Linked DNA regions of Sus scrofa: region 2 is linked to region 1. Evidence: chromatin contacts called from public HiChIP or PLAC-seq data. All regions are on one chromosome and are shown on one strand. Each heading gives the region's core, a stretch centred on a gene start, on an enhancer-like site or on the middle of the called end of the contact. The rest is flanking DNA. Distances are from core to core; before and after follow the strand shown.

Evidence for each region. HiChIP or PLAC-seq counts read pairs in DNA pulled down with a chosen protein or histone mark.
Region 2: an H3K27ac HiChIP or PLAC-seq map of skeletal muscle shows a contact between it and region 1, with 4 times the contacts expected there. The contact joins two enhancer-like sites. A contact is called at or near these places in 1 of 47 Hi-C or Micro-C datasets (skeletal muscle) and 1 of 2 datasets of contacts at active chromatin or transcription factors (skeletal muscle).

The regions. Positions count from the first base shown.
Region 1 is chr8:20,362,586-20,367,511 of Sscrofa11.1, reverse strand. All of the region lies in intron 20 of TBC1D19 (TBC1 domain family member 19), which reads right to left. Among named protein-coding and RNA genes, the nearest start is that of STIM2, 91 kb to the left of the region's middle. Within about 2 kb of position 2,396, at least 5 of the 83 cell types and tissues checked have an H3K27ac peak or open chromatin away from gene starts, as enhancers often do. A contact at or near this core is called in skeletal muscle, where this site is marked.
Region 2 is chr8:20,585,156-20,590,081 of Sscrofa11.1, reverse strand. It overlaps STIM2 (stromal interaction molecule 2), which reads right to left. Exons shown (of 15, transcript XM_003128897.6): 7 at 3,289-3,466; 8 at 2,579-2,756. Among named protein-coding and RNA genes, the nearest start is that of STIM2, 130 kb to the right of the region's middle. Within about 2 kb of position 1,866, at least 4 of the 83 cell types and tissues checked have an H3K27ac peak or open chromatin away from gene starts, as enhancers often do. A contact at or near this core is called in skeletal muscle, where this site is marked.

The DNA of each region.
Region 1 (4,926 bases), core at 1,147-3,646:
AGGTCTGGCAAGGAATGGGAATTGTCTTCCATGGAGAACAGTGCCTGTGGCACAGTTTAGGGAAAAAAGGGAAGTTCAGTGGTCTTAAAAGTCATTTTATGAATCATTTCTTTTGTACCTACAACTTCAATTATGACAGTTTTAAAATGGCAGGAAGATCTAACCACTGTCGTAAATTTATTTATTTATTTGTTTGTTTTGTTTTGTCTTTTTTAGGGCCGCTCCCATGGCATATGGAGGTTCCCAGGCTAGGGGTCTAATCGGAGCTGTAGCTGCCGGCCTACACCAGAGCCACAGCAACATCAGATCCAAGCCTCGTCTTCGACCTATACCACAGCTCATGGCAACGCCGGATCCTTAACCCACTGAGCGAGGCCAGGGATCAAACCCACAACCCCATGGTTCCTAGTTGGATCCCTTAACCATTGAGCCATGACAGAAACTCCCATAAATTTATTTTGATGTAGGTGTTTCTTACTGATGCAATGGAGAGGCTTCTGAAAAGTTATATGTGGACTGAATTTTTAAATATATCAAATGATGTTTCAAATAGATCAAAGAGATATCCTAATAAAATTTTGGCAATAAAGTCTTTCTTAAAAATATTTTTATACCATTTTGTTACATTTATATTTTTATACTCAGCATTGACTTTCTTAGAGTGTCATAAACGGATATGTCTGTGGGGCGGGCTCCTGTGGGTTGATCTGGATATTTACATTAATGTTGCCTACGGGAAAAAGAAGTTGAAACTTTGAAGGAAAAAAAGCCCAACAAACAAATCAAACTATTATGGAACATCTTAAAGGTCAATAATATATATTAAGCAGAAAATATTTGGATTTTTGTTTGCATTAATTGCATGCATATGAAAAGAGAGTAATGCTCACATTCGTCCCCCCCCTTTTTTTTTTGTCTCTTTAGGGCTGCATCTGAGGCATACAGAGGTTCCCAGACTAGGGGTCGAATTGCAGCTGTAGTCGCTGGCCTACACCACAGCCACAGCAATGCAGGATCCGAGCCATGTTTGAGACCTACACCACAGCTTACGGAAACACTGGATCCTTAACCCACTGAGCAAGGCCAGGGACCGAACCTGCGTCCTCATGGATACTAGTCAGATTTGTTCCCACTGAGCCACGACGGAAACTCTGTGTTACGTCTTATTATATAATCCACCATAAAGCTCATGGAAGAGAATGAGTCACCATGAACAATTTAAGAGGTTTAGGAAACGCTGACAAGGAGACGGTACTGTACGGAGAGGATGCTTGACTCCTCCCCCTTTTTTCATTACCAGTGGGGGCAGTTCATTCCCTACCTCTCAAGTCCTTGAAGTTTAGGTAATACATGGTGAGGAATTTTAAAATTATTTGGAAGACTATTCCTACATACATTGCATAGCTAATGCAAATACATTTTAAATACATTTTTACTATGGGAATAACGATAACAGCAGTTATTTCTCATACCAACTCTATGAGTTAAGTACCATTTTACTAACATGGAAACTGAGGCACTGGGAGCTTGGATGACATAGAGTCACACAGGTAGAAAATAGTAGAGTGAATACTCAACTCTGGCTCTAGAAGCCAAGCATTTAAACAGTAAGTGATGACATTCCTGAGACTGAAGGTAAGTAAGCACGATGACTCATTCCTGCCACGGTAATCTGTGTGCTTTCCTAAGAACTGTCTTCTCTTCTGTCCTGAGAGATGGCCTGAAGGATGACACCCTGGTGGTCCTGGGCTCTGACCCACCTAGCAGGTGGCTGTGCCTATGGAGTAGAAGTCAGGATCCAGGCCTCTTAATTGCCCCAGATAGAGGCAGAGTGGAACCAGTGACTGGGGAGCAAAGGCATTTTTTGACAGGACAGCAGACTGTGGACAGTTTGGCAAAAAAGCATTAAAACTAGTTAGGAAAATGCTGGGGGAAAAAGATGGTAAGGGTAAAATAATTTGAAAAGTCAAATCAACTGGGATTATTTAATATGTAACAAGGGATAGAAGAGATCTGGGGCAAAGAATTTATCCTTTAATTGAAATGGAGAAAAACTTAAGTACTTTAACATCCCTGAGCTTCCATTTTCACAAGAATATCAAAGAAAGCCATTTCTGTGGGCCAGCAACTTCTGTATCGTTTTCTCATATCTGGAATCATATATGACAATGGAGACATTTTAGAAGCAAGGGGTGTGGTCCCTCTTTCCTTTTTTGTGTGTAATTTCACTGAGCTGGTGAAAGCTGGACAGGATGGTCAAATTTTCTGCTGTAGCAGGAAAGAGTTCTACACGGTGGGAAATAGTTTTTCCAAAGGTAGATAAGAGGGAGAATAAAAGCGCAGTTCACTAATTAACTTCAGCATCCACAACGCTTATGTGCTCATAACCTTTATTTATCTTGGTGTCACATCACAGAAGTTCCTTTCCTTTTGCTCATGTTTGGTTTGCCCAGCCCTTCCGCAGAGCAGGTTTCTTTGCCAAGGAGAAAAGGTCTACGCTTTGGGATATTTTCAACTAAAAGCATGCTTCATATGAAAAAAAGAAACTCACATATTTACATCTGGTCCTTTAGACTGTTCTCATTACTTTAAGCAACTCTGTCGTGAACATTAAGATACCTGTGCTTTAAACTGTTCTTCAAAAGGCCCTAGTTAATTTGCAATCAAAACCAGTCAGTATTTACTAAAACATTTCTAAAGACTATGTAAATTGACGTGGGCAAAAAAGGTGGTCCCCAATATTCAGACCAAAACATGTATAAAATAATCAAAACGAATTCACCTACGTCTGTATGCAATTACCTACCCTGTGGCTCTTTATCTGAATTCCATGGTAGGAACTGCCTCAGTCTAATTCCATTTCTAGATATTCTATATCTCTTCTCTTTGGATTTTTTTTTTTTTAAACACTCAGAGAAAGGGAATGGATGTAATGGTGTGGCTGCATTTCTACCTACACATCAATCACGTTTTTATTAACGTATTAAGGTCACAGCAGAGTGCCTAGCTTAGAGCAAATGCAGCATTCAACATTCGTTTATTTCTTTTACGTTAGTTTGCTGACAGGTGATAAGCGACAGGATGGGAGAATTTAAATTGGAAGAGGCCTTGAAGGTCTTCCAATTCAACATTTCTTTCATATAGAAAACCTCTTAACCCTGCAGGTAACAGTTAAAAAGCTCATTCTACTTTCGGAAAATCATAATTATCAGAAGGCACTTGGTTACACTGAACCCGTTTCTTTAATATGCTCTGTATATCTTTTTGAAATGATACAAAAAGGTACATACAATAGCCTTCAAATTTATGACCTACCCAGAAGAGCTACTTGGTAGAAAATCTGAAGTCCTTTTACCTGAGAAATGGTAGCAAAAAACCAAGACTACTTAACCCGGAAAATAGAAGACGTTGGGGAAAGGGGGTGGGTGAGAGAGTAGAAAAAACACCATGGTGACCCTGGCTTAGTGGTGGTACATTTTAACAAGTTATATGATCTAGACACAAGACGGGCTACTTCATAAGACAGGGATTACCTACCACCGAATGTTCAGAGGATGAGAACTGCCTGTCGGAAATATTTAAAAGAAGTTATACCTGATGACCTGTGGGCTTCCTTCCATCTCTAGATTGTATCTATCACTGCCACGCAGCCCAAAGAGGTGATGGCAGACCATTTTCCCCTAACTCACATTTGCCTGGACTTTAAAAACAATTGAGATAGAAATTATTCTATTACTCTACAATTATTGAGCTAGAAATACTAGGAGCTGTTAAAAACACCAGTAAATAGTATCTCTGAATGTACCAGGGACAACATTTACCTTCATGGCACTTTATTATTACTCTAATGTCCTTTTCAAAATGCCACATAATTATTCTAGACCTCTTGACATTCAAAAATATGTTGACATGGTACCTAGAAAATCTTTTGCAAGAAAAGAGTCTTTGATTAAGCATTACTTCCAAATGGCCCACAGACGTGCCTTCACAATGCAATCACTGGGTAAAGAACCAAAGACTGAAACGTGTTAGATACTTTGTTCAATATCACACAACTGGAGATGGTTGGAAGCAGCACTCTGCCAAATTCTCTGCTCTCGGTCCCTGTGATAACCCTGTAATACTTATCTCAATTTCCTGATAGTTTCAATGCTGAAAAATAACTGCATCTATTTTACAAAGGAGAAGCAAAATAACTGAATAAGAAATCTGTGCCCTATGTGTTACCATACAGTTGCCCTCTGTTATATCTGTTATAAAAACTGCTTAGGGAGAGATGGATTTTGTGGCTGCCTGAAAAAAGGATGAATTCCTTTTGGCTTAAGAGAATATCTCAATGGGCAAACTTAGCCACCAGGGCAGGAGTCAGAGACTGTTAGCAAGAAAAAAAAAAAAAAAAAAAAAAGTTCTGAATTCAGTATAAACTGAAGTCCAGAAGAGATGAGATGTCAACTCTGCAGGGAAGTTCAGTCTCAGCTTGGATTTAGGTAGCAGGTGAGAAGGGGCCTGGAATAGAACACTAAGAGGAGTCCAGGGAAGAATGGATGTCTGCCTACACTCTGCTGCACAACTCACGGGAGCTGATACCATAAGCCTGGCTGGACTAAGAATAGGGGAGGGGAAATAGACTTTCCTGGAAACCACCAAGACAGACTAGGGTTAAACTGGTGACATATCTGGATCATAGAACCTCAGGGCCTGTCTTTGTTTTTGGTTTTTTTTTTTTTTTTTTTTTTTTTTTTAGGGCTGTACCCAGGGCATATGGAAATTCACAGGCTAGGAGTCAAATTGGAGCTATAGCTGCTGGCTTATGCCACAGCCACAGCAACGTGGGATCTAAGCCACATCTGCGACCTACACCATAGTTCACGGCAATGTCAGATCCTTAACCCACTGAATGAGGCCAGGAATTGAACCCACCTCCTC
Region 2 (4,926 bases), core at 617-3,116, 220 kb before region 1:
TTGACCTGAATTCCAACCCTCAGTTGAATTACATTGTTATTTATAAGGAAATAGATGAAATGAAAATTGAGTCATTAATAGCTTTTAAAAAGGAATTATTAAATTATTTAAAAATTTGGTAATAATCGTTTATATAATTTTTGTGTCTTAGGCATAGAACAGCAATAAGTAAAAACATGATGTCACAGAAACAAATAGCTTAAATATCTGAAAACCTGGCTTCTGGACCCAACTTTCTGATTTATAACCTCTGTGACCTTCGGCAAGTTTTTTACTTTCTGAGGCTGATTGTTTCATGTACAACAGGGCTACTATGACTTGCCCTGACTTTAGGCTTCTTGAGACTTTTAAGAACAAAATAATTTATGTGGGAAGTATTTAAACCACAGAAAATATAAAGTGGTACTATTATTCGCCCCAAAGCTTTTGTTTTATGGAAAATAACACTATACCAACTATGTACCAGATTTTCCTGCCTTCTAATTTTGAGAGGCTGATTACCCTCCAGACAAGATACAGAAATGCTTCTTCAAACTATGTGGAACTGTGGATTATATGACATTACATGAAAATTAATTTTCCAGTTAAACTCACTTCTATAAACAAAAGCTTTTAATAGCAGTATGGGAAAACATGAACTTTGGAACAAGATACATGTAATCTTGCCTTTGCTACATAATAGCTGTGTGACCTAAGGCAAATTATTTAACCCCTCTACACATCCTCATCTGTAAACGAGAATAATATTTACGTATAGTGAGGATGACAATTTATAAGCAAACCATCTGTAACGCTGTGCATAGCATAAACTTCTGGCACAGAGGAAGCCCTCATAAAATTGGGTTCCTTATTTCTGGACTCATGTTGGACAGAGGTGCTTTTAAATACCCAGTTCTCTCCTTTAAACCACCCTCACTGACTCGGGATCTCACCAGGATGACTACATTTGTGCTGGCATATAACCTCGCCGTCATCTTCGGGTTCCCTGAGGTGTGCAGGCCCCCTGCGCCCCAAGCCCCATACCAGAATGTTTGTGCTCTGGGGGTCCTTCTTTACGTTGTGGCTTTTCCCTCACTGTGAGGCGGTCTCCTGTAAAATACTGCTATCAGTTTATGTCTCTACAGAATTCCTACTGCTTTCCTATCTCCAAAGTTCAGAAAAACAGCTAACAAGCTTTTCAGGTGAAGTCTCGGTGGAAACAGGCATGGGGCTCTCACAGGACCACAGGCCACCGTATCTAATTCTGAGACACTGTCTCATTTGGGCTGGGCCTTTTTTCTTAACTCCTTGGTTCTTTACTACATTCTGTACAGACCAGGTTTATCAGGTAAACCGACCTGAGTGCAAAATAGGTCGAGGAGTCAGCTTAGAGAACAAACTCCTTACGTGGAAAAGACCAGAAAACAGATGATGTCTGGGGTATGAAAGAAAGAACAGTTAACAGTTAACAAAAGACAGCTGCATTCAGTCAGACAATTCCTACCAAAAGTGACAATCTTGAAGGAAGTAGTAATGTCCCCCGAACATTTTCTCATGAGTTGAAACTGAAACTCCTCCATTACCTAGGTTTTATTTCTTATTTAATACCTGACTGAGAAGGCAACAGTGCACAAAGCAAAGTGGGAGGCAGAATACCTAGGCTCTGGGCCCTGCTTTACGAGTGAGTCACTCTCCATTAACTCGAGTAAGTTTTCTCTTCTTCATTCTGCTCCTCAGTTTTTTATCAGTAAAGAAAGGGTCAAAGTCAGAAGGAGATTAGGCCATGGAAAGAGAGGTTGGAGTGACATGCTTTGAAGATGAAGGAAGGGGCCAGGAGCCAAGAAATGCAGGCAGCCTGTAGGAGTTGGAAACGGCAAGGAAACAGATCCTCCCCTGGAGCCTCCAGAAGGAATGTAGCCCTGAGGACCTATTTTAGACTCTGACTTCAAGAACTATAAGATAATAAATGTGTGTTGTTTTAAGCCACTATGTTTGTGGTGATTTTTTTTTTTATAGCAGAATTATAAAACTAATATGAGTGCCTGTAATTAAATTCTCCCAGGACCTCCCCCCCCTCCTTTTCTGAAGGATTGTGCAATGCCTGAATTCTATCTTGGGTAAATGCACAATAGAAGCAGATATTAGAAAGGGTATGTTTTAGACAACTTCAGAATTTGTGGCAGATTATGTTCTAAAACCAAGAACAGGATTCAGATGGATATTTCATAGAGATTCTTAACATCTGCAGACGTTTAATATTAGATATACTGTACTAGGTTATAGCCAGAAACGGAAACATACTATAGATGTTAGGTTAGGGAAACACCTTAAAATCACTTAGGACAATTAACATGGCGTGGGACAGGGCTTCACGAAGGACTGAACATGATGGCAACTTCATCTTTTAGTGGGTACTTTGTTATTTTGCTATATGAACACTGACCAATGCTAACAATATGAACAGACGGCTCTCTTGCCAACAAGGGAAGAGCATATGATACATGACGGAACTAAATGCAGGAGACTGAACAGAACCCCGAAAAACGCCTCAGCGGGCAATACCAATACCCTCGCAAATACTTTTTAAAATATGAAATACCTGTTCCAATTCCTGCTCTGCATATTGACGTCTACTCAATTCACATTCAGCTCCCTCCCTTAGCTCTCTCAGCCGACAAGCCTCCTCCTTTGCGTAATTGATTTCATCCATCATTTTGCGCTCTAGGTTTTGCTTTTCTACAGCAACATTTCTGTTTTCTTCCTGTGCCTTTTCAAGCCTTACAGAACAATAAAAATGAAAATTCCTCACAAAAGTTTCCAAAATTTCATCACTTTAAATGAAGAATAAATATGTATCAAGCAATAGGATACATGTTTCAATCCGAATTCGTAGCACTGGTTTTTTTACCAGTCTTAAACTTGGACAACAAAAACGTCAGGTAGCCTGCTACGTAGCTCTTCTGGCCACCTTGAGTGAGAAATACAGGGAAAGCGGGGAAATGCCCATCACAAGAAGACTTTTAGGAAAATCATACGTATTTAAATCATGTTAAAAATAAAATTCGATGACACAATTCTACCGATATTTATTTCCACTGGTCTTCCACCCATTTATTCCCTACCACATACTTTTAGAATAAAGCTGTAATTATGATAATGTGATACTTTTCTAAAAATATGAGGTGTACATACCATTCCTGATGTACCAACCTACATACAAATGTGTAGGTACATGCCCATATTACAGATTCACCAACTGTATTTTCCCCACACAAATAACAAGGTTTAGAGTCTTTTCTACCTACTCACCTCTCTTGTAAGTCCATGAGACTTTGCTCTGCAGTCTGTAGACTCTCTAAGTCTTTCATCATTTTTGCAACATGTTCTTTTGATGTCTTATTCTGTGTGTAAGCAAACCAGCACCCTCCAACACCAATTACTATAGAAACAGTGAGGATAAAATCTTTCATCCAATTATGAGGAGGGCCTAGGAAGAGAATTACAGATGGTTAATCTTTGAGTATAATAGAATCTCAACACAGAGCCACTTATTTTAAAAAGTATTAGATATCTAAAACCAAAACAAAATATGGAAACATCCCTCCTATTATACAAGCTCTGGCCTTTTAATAATTTTTTTTCAAATAATCAGTGTACTTATTATAACTATGTGATATACTAGACCTACAGGAGAGCAGAGATAAACCTGCACGGATGCACCATGCCCCTTCTGTACAAGAGGCAGTGACAAAACTCCTGGGACCTCTGAAAAAGCAACAGCATCTCCAATCATGTACAGAGAGGTCTTCTGCGGGTAAAAGAAGCTATAAAGAGTATCACCATTATTCCAACTCCTTTCCTTTAGACAAGTTAGGCAGCTGTCATGCTTTGATCAACAAACTGAAATCCTAATCATCCACCAAAAAGCATTAGCCCCAGGCATGCAACTAATTGATGTTAATCAGTGATTCTCAACCAAAGGTGATATTCCCCCCAGCAGACACTGGACAATTTCCACTTTGCCACAACGGGAAAGGTGGAAGTGGGGGGTGTTTGTTACTGGTTTCTCTGGTAGGAAGAGGCCAGGGATGTTGCTAAACATCCAGAAAGGCACAATTCTTCCCTGCCCACCTCTGGTGGGAACAAAGACTTATCCAGGAATTGTCCAGCCCAGAATGTGAATAGTAGCAAGGTCGAGAAACCACGGGTTAAACGATCTTCATGAGTAATGTTTTCGGTGGCTACTTGCCAGAGATATCTGGGTTACTAGAGGGAAACGTGGACTGCCTGCCCTGTGGCACAGGCATGACCAACCCCCCGCGTGGTTTCTAATGTCAGGAGCAAGGAGCTAGGGCCTGCTGTCTTCTTCAGTGATACAAAACAAAGACAGTGCCAGTCAAATAATTTCCTAGTTTATCCCTGAGTGTGGGGGCTCTCTGGAGAGAGATATGATAACCAATACAATATAATGCAGTATTTGTTATGAAGAGATAACTGTTTTTCATTGAAAAACTGCCTAACTGTCCAGGTCGCCATCAAGACATTTTGCGTGTCTAATGAGATGACGAGCTCTACAGAAATGGCAAGTTCTCATGTTTACCAATTTAGGGCTCATATATATTTACACAGTGTGATAAATACTGTGCTCTCTACCAGAGACCCTCAGCTATGCTTGTCTCCAGAGTGCAGACCCTCGCCTAACGGGAAAGAGATTCTCCCTTCACCCTTTAGTAGAAGGCTAAAACCTCCAAAGGGTTTATTTTTATTCTGCCTCAGACCGAGAGGTTCAGCTCAGGCTCTAGTTCAAATAGGAGCCTTGTTCAGGCTGAACTATCATCACCAGAAATAACAGTAACAGATGGACAAGTCCCAAACTGGGCAATAAGTACCACAAACTGGACAAGATTTTAGTAAAGACTCCTTTAAAATGTATCTCTGTTCACTTGA